Linked DNA regions of Oryctolagus cuniculus: region 2 is linked to region 1. The links are chromatin contacts, called in public Hi-C maps. All regions are on one chromosome and are shown on one strand. Each heading gives the region's core, a stretch centred on a gene start, on an enhancer-like site or on the middle of the called end of the contact. The rest is flanking DNA. Distances are from core to core; before and after follow the strand shown.

Region 1 (6,128 bases), core at 1,682-4,181:
GATGAGAGAGGGAGAGACAGAGAGGAAAGTCTTCCATCCATTGGTCTACTCCCCAAATAGCTGCAGTGGCCAAGGCTGGGCCAATCTGAAGCCAGGAGCCAGGAGCCAGGAGTTCTTCTGGGTCTCCCACGCTGGTGCAGAGGACCAAGCACTTGATCCATCTTCTACTGATTTCCCGGGCCTTCAGCAAGGAACTGGAGTTGAAGTGGAGCAGCCGGGACTCGAACTGGCACCTACATAGTATGCCGGCAACAAAGACAGATGTTTATCCTTCTATGCCACAGAGCCAGCCCCATGGGACACAGGCATCTTAACCTCTGGACCAAACATTTCCTCCCCTAAACTCACCTTTGAATTTCATGTTCCAAGAGGGTTTATAAAGTACCCTTGTGCTTGCAGAATCCTCCTAATGAGTAAACTTTATTATAGTGAGAATAACACTTGTCAGCTTTCCCAGGCGTTTTCCTACCCATAACCCTCTGTGTTGGGCAGGGGAGCCATCGTTACTCCACACTGAAGACGGATTTGAGGCTCGTGACACTTAATGATTTGTGCCAACTACACCAGGACTCAGGAGTCAGGAGTCAGGGCGGACAGCGGGTCTTCCAGCCTCGTGTCACTGCAGGTTTGCTGTTCTGGGATCCGGGACACAAGAGGAGGCTTTATTAAAGCGTCTGCAAGCGGGAGCCGCTCCGCACGCGGCTGCAGAGTGTGCTCTGCTTGGCTTCTGAAAGATGAAAGCGCCAGTGGAACCCTGGGCACCCGGGGAGAAACGGGGATCCTCAGAACAAAGGGAATCGCATTCCTCCTCTGTGCATCCCCTTCAATTTTCTGATCTTTTCCCTCCACTCCCTCTTTCTTGTAAAGACTCAAACCCTGAAATAATTATATGAAATTAAGTCGGTAAAAGGCAGGCTTGTTTCCTGAAGACTGATGTGTTAACGTTTTGGGCAGTTTTCTCAGGACGACTTCAGAGCTTGGCTGCGGGAATATGCCCTTCCCCCTGGCAGGGGAGGGTCTCCTCCCCCCCAAACCCTGTTGCTGTGTTCTGTGGCGCCTCTCCCCCATGACACAGCCTAACCGTGACCAGAAGCTAAAAAAAAACTTTCCTTTTTTTTTTTTTTTTTTAAATCTTGGGGCCTTTCCTCTCTTACTGATGGTCATACTACTCACTGTCCAAAATGAGAAAAGAAAAAAAAAAAAAAAAAGAAGGGGGCATACGGCAGTCTCTAAACTTGCCCTGTCAGACAGAATGCAAACAACAAACGGAGCGGTCCCACCACCACGTGGACACTGAGCTTTGAGAGTCCAGGTGGCTGGCGGAGGTGAGGGGAACACTTTCCAGCTCACCTGCCTGGTCTTATCTGTGCGTCAAGAGAACCAGGTAACACAAGGTTGGTTGGTAACACAAGGAATCTTTTCATGCAAATTATATTGCTCTTTAAAATCATCATAATAAAAACCGAAGGCGTGACTCTGCCTGTCACCTACCCACTGGGTGCAGAGAGCGTCTGAGAGATCGAAAGGCCACGGGGATTCATCCCTCGGGAAACAGCCTGGGTGCTCAGGTGCTGAAGTCAGGTTGAATTTCCCATGTTTCTGCGGCAGTCCGAGACGAGCAGGGTCAGGTTCCAGAGGTGCTGGCCTGCCTCAACGCATCATTCCTAATTACGATGCCTTTGTAACCCCCTTGCCTTTCACTGCCTAGAGCTTGTAAAAAGACTCTCACAAACCTTTGCCTTCCTGTGCCTCCAGCCCCAAGGTAGGAATCCTCCTCTTGCAGGAAATGCTAAGCCAAGTTCAAAGCTTTCTCAGTGGAGAGGAAAGTGCGCCTGATCCTGTATAACATGATTAGGTAACAATTAGACCAAAAGAATGCCAAGGCCCTTGCATGGTTGGCCAGTGCTGGCCCCCTGCATCTCTACCTTTCTATAAGAGCTTTACTGTTTCTTCGTTGGGTAGGAAGGTATAGAAGCAAACGAAGGGCCGGCACCATGGCTCACTAAGCTAATCCTCCACCTGCGACGCTGGCACCCTGGGTTCTAGTCACTGTCCAGGCGCCGGATTCTGTCCCCGTGGCTCCTCTCTGCTGTGGCCCGGGAGTGCAGTGGAGGATGGCCCAAGTCCTTGGGCCCTGCACCCGCATGGAAGACCAGGAGAAGCACCTGGCTCCTGGCTTCGGATCAGCGCGGTGCACCAGCCACAACACGCTGGCCGAAGCGGCCATTGGGTGAACCAAAGGAAAAGGAAGACCTTTCTCTCTGTCTTTCCCTCTTGCTGTCCACTCTGTGCCTGTCAAAAAAAAAAAAAAAAATAAGCAAATGGAAGGCTGTTTAGGGTCAAAGCCACTGGCAGCTTTGGGCTCTCTGGGGACGCAGAGTTCTGAAGAGTGGGTTGAGGAATGCCCCCCACCAAACACAGCGGGACAAATGGACATGGAGAGGAAGCCAGGGTCTACAGACCCCAGGGCATGCCCTGCAGCTCTGGTGTCTGTACGACTGCCAGTCTTGTGCCCTCATCATCCAACGAGCACGGTTCAACGGATGTTAAAAGAGGGTTGAAAGGGGCCATAAATCTTTCTGGGCGCTGAAGATCCATGCAAAACCCAGCCTGATGTCTTTTACATCTGTTTCGGTTTCTCAGCCTTGGCTGGCTCGGCTGCCTTTTCTCCTGCGGTAACTCAGGAGCCCCATTCAAGCCGCTGAGTGGCAGGTATAGGGTGTCTCCCCTCGGAGCACGGGGTGAGCGTCCGGGCAGCAGGCAGGCCCCCAAGGCTGGCCCGCTGACACCGTAAGTGTATACCCAGGGGCTGGTGGAGCGGAGGCTGCCGGATTGACGGGGTAAATGGGCAGCGCGCACAGCCTGCAGAAGGGAGGCCGGCGGCGGGTGGGAGAGCGCCGGCTGAGGTTGGTCACACGGAGATTGAATTTCAGCGGAATTAGATCAGAGCTGTGGGAAACAGCACCTCCTGCGCGCACACAGCCGGTCCTCCGTAGGAAGATGTGGGAGGGCTGCTGGGGAGACAGAGGCAGGCAGCTGTGATGAAATACCCCAGGCGGCTCACAGCTAACTTAATTACTGTCTACTTCTCCCCCTGGCTCCAGATTCCGGGGTTTTAGACTGGAAGGCTCCATGGTGTCAGGGAAAGATGGGGCCGTCACTGCTGCAAACACACCTGGTTTGGGAGTGAGGCTGTGTGCGTCTGTACAGGAGGAAGCCTGTGGCTATGGGAGCAGGGGGCAAACATGGAACTGTTAGATCCACAGCTGCAGAAGCCAAACTCCAGGAGGGATTTGGGTGGCTTTCACCGGTACCTTTAGGGTTTGATGTTTTATTGCATTTCATTAACATGCAACGCGAGCTCTCAAGCCCGTAACTGTGCTGCTGCTGCGGCTGCCGCCTCCACCGCCGCCATTGCTGAGAAAGCTTCCTCGAATTCCCATTCTCTGCTTAATAATCTGATGCCATTGCAGGGCTGCAAGCTGCCAGCTTTCCCGGGCAAGCATCAGAGGAATGGAAAATTGGGGGGAAAAGTCTCAGAATTAAAACGGGAACACTTGCAGTGGGATTGGAAAGAGCAAGAAGTCAGCTGCTTTGAAATCCAGCCCCTCAGCAGGGGGAAGAGAGGAGGCCTTTCCAGGAGACTGGGGCGGGGGGCGGGGTGGGGGAGGACACATTCGCTCCCTAAGCTGGCACCAGAGTGGCTTTCTGCAGGGCAGCCAGGGCCCGGCATTCTGTACAGGCCATTTGAATTGGGGAGCCTTCAAGTGATCCTTGTTTCTTTCCCTGTCACTCAACAAGAGGCTGGAGGCAAAAATTCCTACAGCAGCTTCCTCAGAACCGGGCAGAAAACAACCCCCGAGGCTGCGCCTTGCTCCCCGATCTTCCGGTTGGCACAAGAGTTTTGAGCCTGCAGCTGCTGATGATGAAAAAAAATGACCCCAAAACAACTGTGTGCTCCATGCTCAGTGCTCCTTCTCTTGGACCGAGAAACTTCTGGAGTTTTGAGCCTTGTCGGGGGCCCAAGGAAACCTGCCAGGATACCCCCACCCCCCCCGCCGTGGGCTGCAGGATCACCCCCTCTGCGGTGAGCGACACCCAGAGCAAAGGCAGAGTTCGTTGTGCGGCATCTGACTCACTCAGTGTTTACATTCTTAGGAGTGCCCCTCTCGGCTGCATGTCTCTGGTGACTCATAAAAAGAGACAATTAGCATCTTGTCAAGAACTCAGGTGTTGCACTGGATTCCCTTAGATGAGACAGACGTGCAAAAGCCTTCAGGGAGAGCCTGCGGGGAGTCTGTGAGTCATCTGACATGGGATCATTATGTAAAAAAATAATCATGCATTTCTCCCAGCCCCAGGAAGGGTGCCCTTAACTCTCCAGCAGGGTTTTCAGAGTCTAAAACTCTCCTAGTTTGAACAACTACTGCTTTAAATGAAAGCTAATTTTAAAGGGGGGGGTGGCATGGGCTTCCCTCAATCATAGACTCTGCAAGGGAAAATGCGCTGTCTTCTGTCTGCTACGCCACGGTGGAGCCTGGCTGTTTGACTCATGCAACTCCAGGAAAACAACAACCGGGAGAGGAGAAACCAAAGCAGGCAGGGTAAAGCCCAGAGCGGCACGGCTCCACGTGGTTGTGCAGAGGGTGCAGTATGGCTGGCCCACTGAGGGGTCTGTTCCTTGAGTCCCTGGTCCCAAAGTGAGTCGTCCCAGGATAGTGCTCTGAGAGGACGTATGCACGCAGAGAGAACATCATAAATGAGAACCTTGGAGAGCTTGCAGTCTGGTTAGCGCTCGGTAAGCCTACTGGATAATGAAGTCAGATCTGGACCAATATTTGGATCTCATGGGAAGAGTGTGTACCAGCTGGTAGCGGTGCAAACCCATTTCTGCCAGGATAGGGCGGGTTCTTGGGGCAGAGGTGCTAGTTGTAATGCATCTTGAAAAATAACAAAGATGCCAAAATCCCATCGTTCTCCTTTCTGAAGCTGATGTCTGGTTGCAAATTACAGGCATGTTTTGCTCCAACAAAATCCAATTTTGATAAGTAAGCTGACCTCCTGAAGCAGAGAAATTGGGGATGATATTTATTTACATTAAATGGTAGCTATTATTGATGCAGGATTCATGTAATCAGGACTTTACATATTTTATCTCAAGTAATCTTTATGGCAACCCAGAGATATAGGTAGCATTTCTCTCACTTTTCTGATGCGGGATTTAAGGGTTCGAGGGTTTAAGCGCCAACATTGAGATTACTGCTCTACCGAATGTCAGGAAGAACCAAAGCCAGATCAGCCACTAGAAGGCTTCTCAGTGCAGGAGGATTGATGCTTTGCAAGGACTCTCAGCACTCACGCCTATCTTAAATGTGACTTGTGCTCAGAGGTAGGGAAAAAAAAGAATGGATGTTTGCTGAGTGACTACTGCATCCAGATGCTATGCCAGGAGATATATGTACCGCATCCTGAAATTAGGTCTCATAGGCATCTCTAGGAAGTTGGCTCTGCCCCCTCCTTCGGTACTCCCAGGTTCATCTCACTCCCAAGGAATACACCCTTTTCTGTTCTTTATTCTCTCTCCCCATATTTACCTGTTATTGGTTATGTATAAGTGATAAAGCTGTTTACTTTCTTCAAAACAATTAGATTTTCTTTAAAAAGTTAATTCTTGAGGGATACTTTCAAAATATATTTTCAACTAAAGTTAAGTACACATGCAAATCATCTCCCACCAGGAAGTCACAAAGGAGTCCTAGCAGTCCCTGGGCAGAGGGGTGATGTTGCTCAGTCTTTTTTTCTCCTTGCCCAGTAGAATGTCTACCTCAGATCACCGAATGAGTATGTAACAGAATGACCCTATTTGGAGGACTGCAATCACAAACCTTGGCTATTCTTTTAAAATATTATTTACTTATTTATTTGAAAATGGGAGAGAGAGAGAGAAAGAGAGAATGAATCTTCCAAGCATTGGTCCATTCCCCAAATGACTACAACAGCCAGAGCTAAGGTAGGCTGAAGCCAGGAGCCAGGCACACCATCCAGGTCCTGCACATCTCCCTTGAGCCATCATCTGCTGCCTCCCAGGTGTATTAGTAGAAAGGGGGACAGAAAGTGGAGGCAGGACT
Region 2 (6,128 bases), core at 980-3,479, 240 kb before region 1:
GAATTTAGAAAAATACATTATTCAAAATGGCCTTAGTGGCATATCCAATACTGTGAATTCACAGATATTTAGAAATTTAGAACATAGTAATTGATAGGAATATTTGAAAGAGGTATTGATTGGTTACTCTATTGTGTTGCAGTTAACAATACAAGAAAACAATGAGTCAAATACCAGATACTTGAGAAGTTTAATGGAAGGAAAATATGCGTGAAGAAAATCTCTTCTTACAAAAAGGAATGTTCTTAATTTATGGAGTTGGTGAAAAATTAAGCAAGAAATACTGTGCTTATGAGAACAAAGTAATCGATGGAGGAGAACTCAGTTGGATTATCACCTTAACAACAAAGTAACTTTGGAAATAGAGAAAAAAATACTTGTTTTTGGATCTGTTAAGATATACAACTGTATTTTTTTTCTTTGCATAGTACCTGAAAACAATAAAAATTCTATAATTTGGGTATGGGTTCTTTTGTATACATGTCTGTGGAGGAAAGGGGCAAGCAGTTTCGTTCTTCAGCTTCTCTCTAAACCCTTCATCTCCTGGATTGGTAAAGAACCCGAAGCAGCTTTACTGAATCAAAACTTTTGGGGCCAGCGCTGTGGCATAGCCGGCGCCGGTTCGAGTCCCAGCTGTTCTACTTCCGATCCAGCTCTCTGCTAGGCCTGGGAAAGCAGTAAAAGATGGCCCAAGTCCTTGGGCCCCTGCACCCTCGTGGGAGACCCAGAAGAAACTCTTGGCTCCTGACTTTGAATCAGCGCAGCTCCGGCTGTTGGGGCTATCTGGGGAGTGAACCAGCAGAGAGAAGACCCCACCCCCCTTCTCTCTCTCTGCCTCTCAAATAAATAGATCTTTAAACAAAACAAAACTGCTACACACTGGCTACCAAGAGGCATTAACTAAGTGACTACTTTCTGCATGGGCCAGAGAAGATGCAGTGTAAGGCGTATGGGGCTGGCCTTGTGGCAACCCCAGTTAAGCCGAGGCCTGCAGTGCTAGAATCTTTAATGGGAGCACAGGTTTGAATCTGGGCTGCTCCACTTACTATCCAGCTCCCTGCTATCGCGCCTGGTTATTTGGGAAATAAATCAGCAGATGGAAGATCTAACTCTGCCGTTCAAATAAATCTTAAGAAAAAAGAAAAACACTCCCTCAAGTTTGGATTTGAAGGGGGTGGGCACATTCTGGGAATAAACACTGGGAGAAAAAAAGGGAGAAGGCTGAAAAGTGGGGTCTGTGATGGTACAGTGTCCAGGCATGTTCCGAGATCCCCCAACTCCCTTAGAGCAGGGATAGTAGCTACCGAGCGGTGACCAGATGGCTCAACACAATTTCTGAAACATGGCTGAACTGGATGTAGAAGTGGCAAAGGACAAACTTGGGTCCGGGGTTTCACAGGTGTTTACTGAGCCTGGTGTCAAGGGTCCAAGAAAAGCAAAGTCCTTGCCCTTAAGGAGTTTACAAAGTTGGGCGAGCATTTCAGACCAGCCGTAGGACGTATCACGAAGTAACATGGAAGAGAGCAGAGAAGCCGGATGGCGTGTGTGTGCGGGGGGGGGGGGGTCCGAAAGTAAACAGCAGTAAAGCAGACCCTCCTATTTGGGCTAAGACCCCCGTAGGTGTGCGGGCAGAGCCTTGTTGCCCTCTGGGACAAACAGAACACCAAGTGTCACGTTACCAAAATACACCGTAGGGCAAGGACCACCGGGTACCTAGAAGGCAAAATTCCTGCGAGTTAAAGGCGCTTCGAGGACTTCTCACCACCAACGCTTAAGGGGCCCAATTTCAGCTTTCAAGTTTCTTCAGCCCTGCGCTCCGTCTCAGCACCGGACTGAGCACGCCCTTCAACAACCGGCCGAGCTCCGCGGCAGGTGGGCGGGCCGCTCGCCGCCCCGCCCCGTGACCCACACGCTTGCGGAAGCCAGGCCAAAGGTCAGAGGTGAAGGCGTCATGGCGGCGCTGTGTCGGACCCGTTCCGTGGCTGCCGAGAGCCATTTCTTGCGAGTCTTTCTCTTCTGCCGGCCCTTTCGAGGCGCAAGCACTGAGAGCGGCTCCGACAGCGGCGATTCCGACTCCACGGCACACAGGCTGCGTCCTGGCGGCTTTGCGAGTGCCTTAGAGCGACACTCAGAGCTGCAGCGGAAGGCGGAGCCCAAGCTGGTGAGCCCTCGCGGGAGCCGCCTTCACGCCGCGGGAAGCCGGGGCCCGGCTTCGGGGTGGGGCTACGCCGGCGACGTGGTGGGTGGGGCAGGGCTGGGCACGGCGTGGGGCTGGAGCCGCGAGCAGAGGGGTGGGCGGTGGAGTTGGCGAATGGTGGCCCCCTGGCCGGTTGCTGGGAGCCGAGCGTGTGGCTGCTGGCCTTCCTCCACTCCTTGTGCTCCTGTGTGGCATTCACGTGCTGGACCGGCCCTGTCCGCTCTCCTTTGCTGGCCTGTCGGGCGCGGGCAGACGGAACTCAGGTTGGGAGCTGCAGGGTCCGCTCAGTGCTGTTCTGCACAGTACCTCCTGAGTATTTAATTAGCAGGTAGATGAAAGAATTACTGTCTTCACGATCTTTGGCAAGTGATATATTCCGTCAATCTTTCACCTTTTTAAAGAAATAAAATTTCCACTTGTCTCAACCAGTACTTTGGTAAAATATTAAAATTTCTAGATAAACAAAATGGGAAAAATAAGCCTACAAGCTTGATTTGCTAAAAGTAGATACAACAGATGTGAAATTGGGTTACGTAAAAATAGACTCCATTTCTGTGTTTATCTCCCTGGAGAGTAGTTCCAAACAGTACACAGACTGAGAGAGTCCTATATCGTAGGGTCATTTTAGTACCTACTGTGGTTTAAATTGTCCTGAAACCCCAGGATTAGAAGAAGCCTGGTATATTTTCCATTTTCTTCTGTAGCCAATTGCCACAAACTTAGTGACTTTAAACTACACAAATGTATTGTTTCTAGGCCGATGAGAAGTCTGATGATGTCTCACTGATCTAAAATCAAGATGTTGACAGAGTTCCTTTCTGTAGGTTCTGAGAAAGTTGTGTTTCCTGCTCCAATCTGAGTCCATCCCATTCCTTGACTTCAGACTCGGAAGCAACAAGGCTGAGTCCTCTTACCACATCACTGTAACATCTCTTCTGCCTCCCTTTTCTACTTTGGGAGTCCCTTACAATTGCACTGGGCCTGCCCTGGTGATACAGGATAATCTCTCCATTTTAGGCTGATTAGCAACCTTAATTTCACCTGTAATTTAATTCCCTTCTGCCATGGAAGTTAATTTATTCATACATTCTAGGGATTAGAATATGGATGTTTGGAGGGGAGGCAGGCATATGTCACTCAGCAGAATAGCTGTGATTGTCTTGATGACATCTAAGGGATTTTAGATCCATTCTTGCTTAGTGCTTTGAGGATTGAGCACAGTGAGGTAGGAAACATAAATACAGTTCAGTGCTCTTCCTCCAAATATTTATAAAGGAAAGGAATTTCCTTGTTTCTCTCCAACTTTTTTCACCCACTCCCACCATAATACCACATTCCACACAGCTTCAGAAACTCCCAGAGAATAAATTTCAATTGCTGAGTTAATTATAGCAAGAATGAAATTATTGCATCACATCAAAAAGTCTCCCATGCTTTGGAATTTCAACATGTTAAGTAGTGATAAATGTTTGTTTAATGAAGGAAACAACCAAGGTATTTTAAGAGTGCCCAGGATTCTCCTTCCTTTTCAAGACAGCTCTAATAGGGCTGCTCAGTTTTTCTAGGAGGTGGCCGGGGTGTTTTCTAGAGGTTCCAGAATATCCATCAAATATGCTCAGTCCAACTCAGGACGCATGAGTCTCCCTGAACAGTTGTTCTCCCCTTATCACGGTCTAGAAAACATCTACTAAATGGAGATGAAGCATATTCAGCTGTTACCTTCGTTTAATGAAAAGAAAATTTCCAGGGGAGGCTGGTTTGTAGCCTCTGTTCTACCTGAAGTTACCTGGAGCCCATTACTGAATTTTATTTTTTTAACATTTATTATTTATTTGAAAGGCCCAGAGAGCTAGAGATCTTTGATCTGCTGGTTCATCCCCAAGTGCCTGCGACAGCTGGGCCTAAGTCAGAGCTGAGAACTCAGTCTGGGTCTCCTACCTGGGTGCAGCGACTCTTGTGCTGCCTCCTGGGATGCCCATTAGCAGGAAACTGGGATAGAGAGCAAATCTAGGACTGTAACCCAGGCAGTGTGTGGACTGTGGGCACCCCAAGCAGCATCTTAACCTCTGGGCCAAACACTGGGATAGAGAGCAAATCTAGGACTGTAACCCAGGCAGTGTGTGGACTGTGGGCACCCCAAGCAGCATCTTAACTTCTGGGCCGAACGCTTGTTCCCCCCTTATGATTTTTTTTTTAAGATTTATTTATTTACTTGAAAGAGTTACAGAGAGAGAGAGAGAGAGAGAGAGGTCTTCCATCCACTGGTTCACTGCCCAATTGGCCGCAACTGCCTGAGCTGCACCAATCTGAAGCCAGGAGCCAGGAGCTTCTTCCAGGTCTCCCGTGTGGGTGCAGGGGCCCAAGGACTTGGGCCATCTTCCACTGCTTTCCCAGGCCATAGCAGAGAGCTGGATTGGAAGTGGAGCAGCCGGGTCTCTAACCGGCGCCCATATGGGATGCTGGCACCCCAGGCAGTGGCTTTACTCGCTAAGCCATAGCGCTGGCACCAACCCCCCCCCCCCCCCCCCGGCGCTGCTGATTCTTAATTGTTATCACTGACCAGTTCCTCCCTTGTCCAGATTATTACACACACTGAGGACAGTTATCTCCCTAAAGTTGAGCTTTATACTGAGATGACCTTTTTGTTTTCTGGACATCTTGTGAACCTCCAAGAATAAATAAGCATCTCTGCCGTAGCAATAGAAGCCTGCCACCATTCAGACCATTCCTAGTACAGAGGTTAAAAACTTAGGTTCAGTTTCGGGCTGTCAGCATTCAGATAGTGTTTTTGCTATGTTGCTAGTGGAGTGACTTTGGGCAAGGTCCTTAGCCTGTCTGAGTTTGTTCTATTATCTCAGTGGAAGTAATACTTTTATTGGGAAATGCATGTGGAATAATACACTTAAAGTGCTCTCAGTACAGTGATTGGTGCAGAATTAAGCATCTACTCAGTATATTTTAGCTTGTGTGTGGCCTTAGCCATTTTTCCTCCAGTCTTCTGCTTTCTAGAAAATAGTTTTAGTGATGCTTCCAGAGTTGCACAATTATTTGAATGAAATTCCACTCTTTTCTTAAATACTAATATGTTTTAACTTGTCTAATCATGTAGGTTTTCAGGAGGCTGTTGGCATGGGGGCAGGGAATGTATTGGATATCTCTGTGCTGTCCCTTCAGTTTGCTGTGAACCTAAAACTCCTTGATGGAAATGAAGTGTTTTTTATTTTAAGAATGCCTCTGAAATGCTGTTTTAAAAGTAAGTAAGTGTATGCTTGAGCCAAAACATTCAGAGACAAAATCAAGGTTTTAATGGCAAAAAAAACCAAAAAAACAAAAAAAAACAAATTAAATCACCAAAAATCACAACTTCCTATGCACATGTCATTATTTAATCTCAAATTTAAGGTCATTAATATGTCATTTGTGGGGCCAGAGTAATGTATGTATACTTCAGAATAACATTTTTCCTGATTTCTCCCACTTGTGGAATGTAAGTTTCAGGAGAGCAGAGACCTTGTCTCACTGTTCTGTCCTCACACCTAGCACAATGCTTGACCTGCAGTGTGCACTCAGTAAATGTTTGCCAAGTGGGTGAATTAATGAATAGTGCACATGGTACATGTTGGGACTTCAGTTACACTTGCAAGGCCTGTCTCTGAATGCGGTCTCTACCACTGAGAATAGACCAGGCTTAAGAGTGTAAAATGTGCCTGACTGGAATAATAATGGAGCAGAAGCGATTGTTAGAGTAATAAGAAAACTGAAAATATCACTTTAGTTTTAATTTTAGTATTTATTGCAAGTTTTTGGTGCTTTACTAACTTTCATATTTATGATAAGGAATAAGAACAGATTTAGGTGGTAAGCGGTTCAACTTATGAAAAAAATCACTTGTTGAAGTGTCTGGGTTTATTTAATTGAAGTGCATCCTGAG

What was found. Hi-C and Micro-C count contacts between places; a contact is called where the count stands out from the background.
Region 2: a contact with region 1 is called in a Hi-C map of liver, with 5 times the contacts expected there. The contact joins two enhancer-like sites. A contact is called at or near these places in 2 of 6 Hi-C or Micro-C datasets (liver and psoas muscle).

The regions. Positions count from the first base shown.
Region 1 is chr6:105,363,709-105,369,836 of mOryCun1.1, reverse strand. The region is part of intron 1 of LOC138849931 (a long non-coding RNA gene); the gene reads left to right. Among named protein-coding and RNA genes, the nearest start is that of HEY1, 57 kb to the right of the region's middle. Within about 2 kb of position 2,931, at least 4 of the 8 cell types and tissues checked have an H3K27ac peak or open chromatin away from gene starts, as enhancers often do.
Region 2 is chr6:105,603,957-105,610,084 of mOryCun1.1, reverse strand. No RefSeq gene overlaps it. Among named protein-coding and RNA genes, the nearest start is that of TPD52, 26 kb to the left of the region's middle. Within about 2 kb of position 2,229, at least 8 of the 8 cell types and tissues checked have an H3K27ac peak or open chromatin away from gene starts, as enhancers often do.